Regions from separate parts of the Mus musculus genome. Here region 2 is linked to region 1. A link is a contact called in public capture Hi-C data. All regions are on one chromosome and are shown on one strand. The core of a region is the stretch at or near the end of the contact, and the rest is flanking DNA. Distances in the headings are between cores, read along the strand shown.

What was found. Capture Hi-C pulls out chosen DNA fragments and counts their contacts.
Region 2: a capture Hi-C map of bone marrow-derived macrophages shows a contact between it and region 1, with 7 times the contacts expected there. The contact joins two enhancer-like sites. A contact is called at or near these places in 1 of 484 Hi-C or Micro-C datasets (granulosa cells) and 1 of 9 other capture datasets (bone marrow-derived macrophages).

The regions. Positions count from the first base shown.
Region 1 is chr12:32,432,170-32,436,944 of GRCm38.p6, reverse strand. No RefSeq gene overlaps it. Among named protein-coding and RNA genes, the nearest start is that of Gm40375, 36 kb to the right of the region's middle. Within about 2 kb of position 1,729, at least 57 of the 459 cell types and tissues checked have an H3K27ac peak or open chromatin away from gene starts, as enhancers often do. A contact at or near this core is called in bone marrow-derived macrophages, where this site is marked.
Region 2 is chr12:32,888,006-32,892,758 of GRCm38.p6, reverse strand. It overlaps Gm33484 (a long non-coding RNA gene), which reads left to right. Exons shown (of 3, transcript XR_381437.2): 3 at 3,826-3,944. Among named protein-coding and RNA genes, the nearest start is that of Gm33484, 19 kb to the left of the region's middle. Within about 2 kb of position 2,123, at least 26 of the 459 cell types and tissues checked have an H3K27ac peak or open chromatin away from gene starts, as enhancers often do. A contact at or near this core is called in bone marrow-derived macrophages, where this site is marked.

The DNA of each region.
Region 1 (4,775 bases), core at 480-2,979:
TCCTGGCCCTTGGGAGACAGAGAAAGGAGACTACAAGTTCAAGGAAAGCCTGGTCTACTACGCCAGGCCCAGTCCCAGTCCCAGGTTCTCTAGCTACATAGCAGTTCTCTATCCCTTCTCCAAAACAACAAAAAGTTCTAAGACACATTAGTTGTCAGGTTTGGGGAATGGGAAGAGAAGTTGACTAAATGATGTAGCAGAATCATGTGACTCCTAATGATGGTGACAGCTTCAAGAAGCTTTAACCACTAAGGAGGGTGGGCATCTCTGGGGACAAATCTCCTCTACTTGATCTCAGCTAAAATATTTGGAAAACACTGAAGATATCCAGAAGTGTTCCCTATACACCAATTTTATGATATGAGATAAGCCCAAAGGGAGGTCCAGATATATTCTTGCCTACTGTTTTAACCTCTACATAATCTTCAACTATATCTTCAAAACTGTGTCCACCACCTTTCCTTTTAGAACTATGAACTTAAACTAAGCATGCTTAAGGATGCAATTCTTTATTTTTATTTTTTATTGGATATTATCTTTATTTACATTTCAAATGTTATCCCCTTTCCTGGTTTCCCCCCCTCCCGAAAAGCTCCCTATGCCTTCCCCCCCTCCCCCTGATCACCAGTCCACCCACTCCTGCTTCCTGGCCCTGGCAGTCCCCTATACTGGGGCATAGAACCTTCACAGGACCAAGAGCCTCTCCTCCCATTGATGACCAACTAGGCCATTCTCTGCTACATATGCAGCTAGAGTCGTGAGTCCCACCATGTGTTTTCATTGGTTGGTGGTTTAGTCCCAGGGAGCTCTGGAGATACTGGTTAATTCATATTGTTGTTCCTCCTATGGGGCTGCAAACTCCTTCAGCTCCTTGGGTACTTTCTCTAGCTCCTTCATTGGGGACCCTGTGCTCAGTCCAATGGATGGCTGTGAGCATCCATTTCTGTATTTGTCAGGCTCTGGCAAAGCCTCTCAGAAGACAGCTATATCAGGAAACTCTTGTTGGCATCCCCAATAGTGTCTGGTTTTGGTGATTGTTTATGGGATGGATCCCCAGGTGGGGCAGTCTCTGGATGGTTATTCCTTCAGTCTCTGCTTCACACTTGGTCTCTGTAACTCCTTCCATGGATGCAATTCTTAACTGAGCATGCTCGGGAATGTATTCTTAACTGAGCATGTTCAGGAATGTGCCCACCTCAGAAGTGCTTTTTTTTTCTTTTTTTTTCTTTTTTTTTTTTTCGAGACAGTGTTTCTCTATATAGCCCTGTCTGTCCTGGAACTCACTTTGTAGGACAGTGCTTTTTTATTTACTTGCTTTTTTATCTACTATGTATAGGCTTCTCTCAGGCTTCCTTTGTTCAAGGTGGTCATTGTCTTATAAATACCTCCTTTGCTCTTCTTACCTCCAATAGATAATAAATCTCAGCTCTTTTATTTCTTGGCTGTGTTTGTTTTGGGTTCTACATTCACCAAGATGTGATCCCAATCATTTAGCTACAGATTGACAACTTAGTTTGAGACTTCCTGCTCAAAGGCACTGGGGATTTGTTGCTCAACTCCTAACAAGACAGGCAAGGAAGTCGGGTAGCATGTCCCAAGCTGACCCTGTACTGCTGGAAAAGAGGCCTGAGCCAGGGAAGGAGCATCTTCTTCAGGGCTGACTCACTGCTTCTGCTGTGTCATCAGGATTCTATGACAACTTGGCAGATATTCCAAACCTTTTGTTCAGAAGTTTCCTGAAACCAATGAATAGTGTTGAACTCTTGAGTCAGCTAATAGTCACCATAACAGAGCCAATAGGACAGAAAAGTGCTCAAGGCCAGCCATGAGCCCAAGACTACATTTTAATCTGGGGGTAAGGGTGATTGTGTGGGACTTTTACTGGGGAGTCACCACACTTATACACACACACACACACACACACACACACACACACACACACACACCTACTCACCTGGTTTAGGGAACCTACAATAGACCAAAGTAAGTACTCTATCAAAATACAACTTGGTGAACCAGTGAGGAGTGTGTGTGTGTGTGTGTGTGTGTGTGTGTGTGTGTGTGTGTTTTATTGAGGTTGCTGATAGGAGTGTGGGTGAAGGGTTACTTAAAGGAACAGGGATGACTCAAAAGTAATTGCATCACCCAAAAGCCCACCCTAACAGAGTGATGACTCACCAACCCTTCAGCCCTGGAGCAATGTACATTATTTACCAGCAACTCAACTAGGCCAAGAATCTCTGCTTACCAGTTCAGCTGATCAGAGTGTCCCCTGTCCCCACCCCTCCCCCACAAATATTTATGATGTCTTTAAGTTGGCAGGAGAGGAATATAGATCATATTTCAACTTTCCTAGACTTGTGAAGTTTCTTTCCTCCTGACTTTCATGATTATCCTTCTTTCAGGAGGGAAGGAACATTTCCATTGGGAGGAAGTGACTGTAAAATGAAGGTGAAAGACAGTCTCTTTGTGGGCTGCCAGTAGGCCAGAAACTGTGTCTTCCATCTTGGGATAAAGATTTGAACATAAAAGGCTTCAGAGGTCTAGTTAGTAAACAGAAATTGAAGAAATGACTGCCAGTGGTTTCAAATTTGGGGTTTGGGAAACATCTACCCTGAAGGTTTGAATAAAGACAAGCAGCTCTGACAAGGAGGGCAGGGTCCCAACAGGTCAGCTTTTATATTCTGGAGCCCACAAGTGGGTAGTGTGACACTTTCAATGCTGTAAAAATGCCAGAGCCAAAATCTTTATCTGTGGAAATAGAGAAGTCTCATTTTCACTTGTCTCTTATTTTTTTCTAATAAAGAAATCTGTTGTTCATCCTGGGGGAGAGTTGCTTCCTCTATTACTGTCAGATTGCGATTCTTCACCAAAAGACACACAGTCACACACACACACACACACACACACACAGAGAGAGAGAGAGAGAGAGAGAGAGAGAGAGAGAGACAGAGACAGAGACAGAGACAGAGACAGAGACAGAGACAGAGTGGGGAATATAAGTGAAAGGGTCTCTTTGGGGCTGAGGAATGCCTTTTGTGTCCTATAACTGATCTACTTGGACTCCCAAGTATGAGCTGATAATAATAGTGACCATTTTAAAACCTATTATGAAAGTAACATCCATTTGAATGCTATTTCCATCTCTAGCGTGTATATCATTTGATACTCAGTTTACAGTAAGCCCGTAGTAAATATCAACTTAAACGGAGAGAAAGTCAAAGAAATCCCACTAAAGTCAGGAGCCAGACAAGGCTGTCCATCTCTCTATATACCTATTCAGTAGAGTACTTGAAGTCTTATCTAGAGCAGCTGGAGGAGATCAAGGGGATACAAATTGGAAGGGGAGTAGTAGAAATATATATATTTACAAATGATATAATACTATGTATAAGTGGTCCTAAACATTCTTCCAGAAAATTCTTCCAGCTGATAAACACTTTAAGCAAAGAAGCTGGGTACAAAATTAACTTACAAAAATTAGTACCCCTTCTATATACAAATGACAAATGTATTGATAAAGAAATTAAGGAAATTATACTTTTCACAATAGCCTCAAATACTAAGAAATATTGTGGGGGTAACTCTAACCAAGCAAGTGAAGACCTTATATGAAAAAACCAACCAACCAACCAAACAAACAAACAAAAACTTCAAGACATTGAAGAAAGAAAGTGAAGAAGATATCAGAAGTTGGAAAGATTTCCCATAGTCATGGATTGGTAGGATTAACATAATAAAAATGGCCTCCTAATAAAAGCAATCTACAGAGTCAATGCAATCTCCACACAATTTTTCACAGATACAAAAAGACCCAGGATAACTAAAACAATCCTGAATAGTAAAAGAACAGCAGGAGGTATCCCTATTCTTGGTTTTAATTTATAGTACTAAAAACACTATGGTATTAGCATAGAAAATAGACATGTTGATCAACAGAAAAAAATTAGAGGCTCAGATATAAATGACAAACCCCCATACACCTGATTTTTGATAAAGAAGCCAGAAACTCACACTGGGTGCACAGCACTTTCAACAAATGGGGCTGTTCAACTGCACTTCTGAGAGTAACAATGCAAATAGACCTAGGCTTATCAATCATCCCACACAAGATTCAACCATAAATGGGTCAAAGATCTCAACATTAAAATGACACACTTTATAAAAGTAAAGTGAGAGAGTAGAAGTGAAAGGGAGAAGTAGTCTGAACTCATTTCTCATTGGCAAAGAGAAAACCTTGCTGAACCGAACATTGTTAGCATGGGAAATAAGATCAACAACAAATGGAACCTCATGAAACTAAAAGGCATTGCAAAGGGCACTATCATTTGGCCAAAACAGCAGTCTACAGAATGGTATTTTACCAGTTACACATCCAATAGAGAACTAATCATATCTGTATCTATATCTATATCTAATATCTCTCTCTCTCTCTCTGTGTGTGTGTGTGTGTGTGTGTGTGTGTGTGTATTAAACATTATATATTTGGGCCCTGATGGACTGCTGAAGAACCTGGCCTGGCCCCACCAGGTCACAGGCCTGACCAACTCAGCTACCACCTGTGCCCAGATCCAGTACTTTTGAGCCGGTCCATCCAACAACATTTACCCCATCAATAGATGCTGGAAGTGTGAAGGATTCAAAGTTCTGCAAAACCAGACCTGCAGGATCACCATAACTCTGGCAATAGTGGGGTATCTGAAATAAGTCTCGGCGATGGGCAAGACTCATATATATTATGTTATGCGACACACTACATTTTCTAATGCCACAAT
Region 2 (4,753 bases), core at 874-3,373, 460 kb before region 1:
CTCCTTTCTCTGTGATAACTCCAGCTGTGTCAAGATGACACAAAACTAGCCAGTACAAAGGTCTTGGTATAACTTTTCCATGTCTCTTGTGCTAGAGGAACGGCTCATTCTTTTAGCTACATTGTTTATATAATTTCAGGTCCTTGTCCCTGCCTTTTGGAAACTCTAATTCCACCAGGGCCCATCTGCTTTCCCACAGTTTAGCTGCTCTATTACTTAGCCACTTTGTGTGAGCCGGTGTTTCTCTATGCAGGCTCCTGTGGAACTCTTCTGTAGTGCAGTCTTGTCTAACTGTGTTTTTCCTGCCTCAGCCTCCTAAATACCAGGGTCCTGTAATTTACTTTGCAGTGAGTCTCCCTCCTGTGCCTCTTCCTTCCTTCCTTCCTTCCTTCCTTCCTTCCTTCCTTCCTTCCTTCTTTTCTTTCTTTCAATTCTTTGCTTTTGTCTTGGAAGTTACTACTGTTGTCTATACTATGTAATCTGCGTTTAGCCAAGCCAAGGCAATTTCTATTTCAATATTATGATTTTCATTTCAGAAAGTTCACCGTATCTCTTAAACATAACCACAACATTCTAGGTAACATGTTCAACACTTCCCGTGGCTTTCTGAGTGCATAGGGCTTAGCTAGAGCCACTCTAATATTTCTCTCTACTTTGGCTAGCATACCGTAGGGCTGCTGCAAAATATGTTGTACGGAGTGCTGACATAGGCTGTAGTTAAGGCTGGGCTAGTGTTCACTATGTAGCCCATGCTATCATCTAACTCATAGCTGTCTTCCTGTGTCAGCCTCCTAAGTGTGGGAATTGTAGGCAGAAGTCACCATGCTAAGCTTGTCCTACAGTGGTGGGTGGGCTTTTCACAGATTTTCCATTTTCATAGTTACACTGAACCTGGCTCTCTTTCTCAAGCTAGGGTTTTCATTTTGTTTTATTTTGGTTGGTTGGTTTGTTTGTTTGTTTGGTGTGTGTGTGTGTGTGTGTGTGTGTGTGTGTGTGTATGTGTGTGTGTGTATCTACAGAGACCAGAAGAGGATGACCCATCCTCTAGAGCTTAGTTACAGGTAGTTGTGAGGCACCTCATCTCCATCCCCTCAAGCCAGTCTTCCAACTATTCACACATGTACTGCAAGGGCATGTCCTTGTAACGTTTCGCCAGCAAAACACACTCGGACAACCGGATCCTTCTACGGCAAAGCTTTATTGCTTACTTCTCAGGAAGACCCCGAACCCGGAAAATGGTGCTGCTTAAATACCCCTCCGTGTGACGTGTCAGCTCCTGATTAGCTGCTACACCCCGGGATGGGCAGTGACTTGGCACAAATTTACTCCAGCACCTGCGCACATTGCTTGTTTACTAGTTAGGCACTGAGGAAGCCAGCTACATCTTGTAATGGCGATTGTTCACGGCTCTCCACATGGGCTGTTCAGACCCAGCTCCTCCCAGGGTTCTTTGCAGTGAGGTCTTGTCTTCCCCTCCATTCCCCAGCTGCTCTTCTCTGGGCAGCAGAGCACTTGTATAGCATAGTGTCCAGTACTGAAGACAGCAGGCTGACTCCAATAAACACATCTATGACCTCGAGGATCCCTTGATACCCAACCTGACAGGGAGGTTAAGCAGCCCTCCACAGAAATGATGCTTGCCGGGAGCAAGGAGATTTTGTGAATATGGAGTAGTTGAGAGAACCAATATCATGATTCTCCTCTTTAAAATCTTATGCAAACATTTGAGAGCCCCACTGTGTGCTTCTGGTGAGCATTCACCTTTCATTCAGAGAACAGATCACTGGGCATAGAGGCGGTGTTAACAGAAAACAAATCACAACGCAGCATCACTCAGTGCCAGGGCATGTGTACTGACTAGAGCCACAGGGACCACAGGAAGGCCAGATGCTGGCTGGCTTTGTGTTCCTCTGTGGACCTTCAGGTGTGCACTGGGGCTGAAAGAAGCAGCCTTGAAGAGGTGGCGTTTCCCAGTCTGAGAAGTGAGGTTTTAGTCACAGAATAACTCCTCCAGAGATATTGTGTAAAAGTAGAAGTGCATTCTGGGGGAATGTGCTACTTACTCTAAGTCAAAAACGATGGCCTGGAGTCAACTTCCACAGAAGTCACATGCTCCAATACCAAAATAGGAAGGAAAATATTTTGTAGGACACAGAGTATTTTTCAGAATAAATTGCGACACACACATACTTCTCGAGGCAGCTCTGACATTTGGGGCTGGGCAGGGTGTTTGCTGTAGATAAGAACACTGATATGAAGTGACTCCCTGGTTTATCTCCTTCCTTCTTCCTTCCTTTCTTCCTTCCTTCCTTCCTTCCTTCCTTCCTTTTCCCCATCCCTCTGCCCCTCTGTCCCTCTGTCCTTCTGTCTCTCTGTCCTTCCCCTGCCCTCCTTCTTTCAGTCCCTCCCTCTCTCCTTTCTTCCCTCCTTCCTGCCCTGCCCTCTCTTTCTCCCCTCTTCCTTATATAGGGGTATTTAATCGTGCTAACCTTATAGACTTAGCGTGAGTGTTAGTGAGTTTTTGCATATAAAATACTTAGAACATGTGGAGTATCATCGTTCAGTCTTCTGTGTGCTAACAGTTTAAAACAAGACTCACTGTCCACCAGCTTTTCCAGCTTCGAGAGGGCTGGGAATCAGACGCACTGTGGCTGAGTGACAGCCTTCTCATGAAGCTGCAGTCATGCGTCTGCCTGGGCTTAGGTCCCTGAAGGTGGCACTGGGACTGAAGGATTGCTGTCCAAGGCACGTCACCTAGCTGGCTAGCTGGCACTTGCTGTTGGTGTGCTCAAGTGGAGCTTTGGTGCCCTTTGTGATCCAGCTTGGGCTATCACACACTGTCACATCTCCTTTATTCTGCTCTATTTGGTGTATAGGGCACTCCACCAAGGCACAGTTCCAGGGTGGTGTCTCTCTGTTGTTGCGTGTGTGTTGTTGCATGTGTTTGTGGTGTGGATACTTCTTAGTGTGGGTGTGCATGCATGTGCTCGAGGGGGTGCATGCATGTGTGTGCTCATGCACGTGGAAGCCTGGTACTGATATTGGGGCGTTCGTACTTGATCGCTCTCCACAGTTACTTTTGTGAGAAGAGGTCTCTCCCTGAGCCTTAAACTTATTAATTCAGGTAGTCTGGCTGGTCAATGAGGTTCACAAATCTGCCTGTCTCCTCCCACCTACCCACATATCCCATGCTAGGCTGCAGCAGTGTATAGCCTCCACTGGTTCTTTACATGAGTTCTGGGAACCCTAACTTGGGCCCTTGTGCTTATGTGCTGACACTTTAGCAACTGTGCCATCCATTCCTCCAGTCCTCGGTCAGCCTGATCCTAGAACCCGGCTTCTATGCTCTTCAAGGAGATGCTACTCTTAAAGCAAGCACCCAGAGCCACCGGCCACGGGTAGACCCCACCCCAGAAATAGGCCTTCCCATATTAATTATTAATCAAGAAAACACACCACAGGCTAGCCTACATGGCTATCCAGACTGGACATTTTCTCAACTGAGGCTCTCTCTTCCAAAACAACTCTAGTTTGTGTCAAGTTGACATAAAAGTAGCCAGCAAACATCTCACAAGAGACTCATTTAGTGCCCACTATGGGGCTAGCACTATGTGCCAACAGTGATGTGAGCCTACTATTATTCTTATTTTACACCCAGACCATGAAACTTGCCTAACAGCATCTGTGATGGTTCATCTTGTGGTCAGTTTGTCTAAGTCTGTGTGGGTGGGAAAAATCCTCTCCCAGTGTGGACAGCAGCCTTGGTGTAAAATGGTTCAAGTGAGAAGCCATGCTTTTTGCCTGTCTGCCTCTGTGTCTTACTAGTGAGTGTGCCTGTCTCTGCTGCTGCCAGCCTTGCTAACATCACATCTCAGCCTCTTCAACCTCTCAGCATGGACTGAAGACCAGTGGCTCTGTGGGACACCCTCAGCCCTTCACTTGGGGACTGGGGCCACCAAAGCATCTCAGTCTCTCCACTAAGCAGGTGGCCGCTGCTGAACTATCCAGCCCTTATCATGCAAGACAATCTAATAAATCCCCTAGTGATATATGTTCATTCTGTCAGTTCTATTCCTGTAGAGAACGCCGACTAATACCAATACTACTACTACTACTACTACTACTACTACTACTACTACTACTCCGAAACAACTGCCAAGTGAAAGGGTGAGCTTTTGAGCCACAGCAGGGGGTTCAGAGCACTGTGCTTAGGCAAGAGAGATAGTCTTTCTCACACCTACAACCATAAGATTCTTTTATAGCCAGAAAGCCACAAACACACATTGAACCCCACACAATAATAGTGAGAGACTTCAACATCCCACTCTCACTAATAGGCACATTGAAACAGAAACTAAACAGAGTCACAGTGAAAATAATAGAGGTCATGAACCAAATGGATTTAACAGATAACTACAGAACATTTCACCCTAAAACAAAAGAATATACCTTCTTCTCAGCACCTCATGGTATCGTCTCAAAAATTGTCCATCTAATCAGTCACAAAAGAGGCCTCAACCGATACAAGAAGTTGAAATAATCCCATGCATCCTCTCAGATCACCATGGCCTAAGGCTGGTCTTCAATAGCAACAAAAACAACAGAAAGCCCACTTACCCATGGAAACTGAACAACTGTATACTTAATGATAACTTGGCCAGGGAAGAAATAAAGAAACTAAAGACTTTTTAGAATTTAATGAAAATGAAGGCACAACATACCCAAATTTATGGGACACAAGAAAACAGTACTA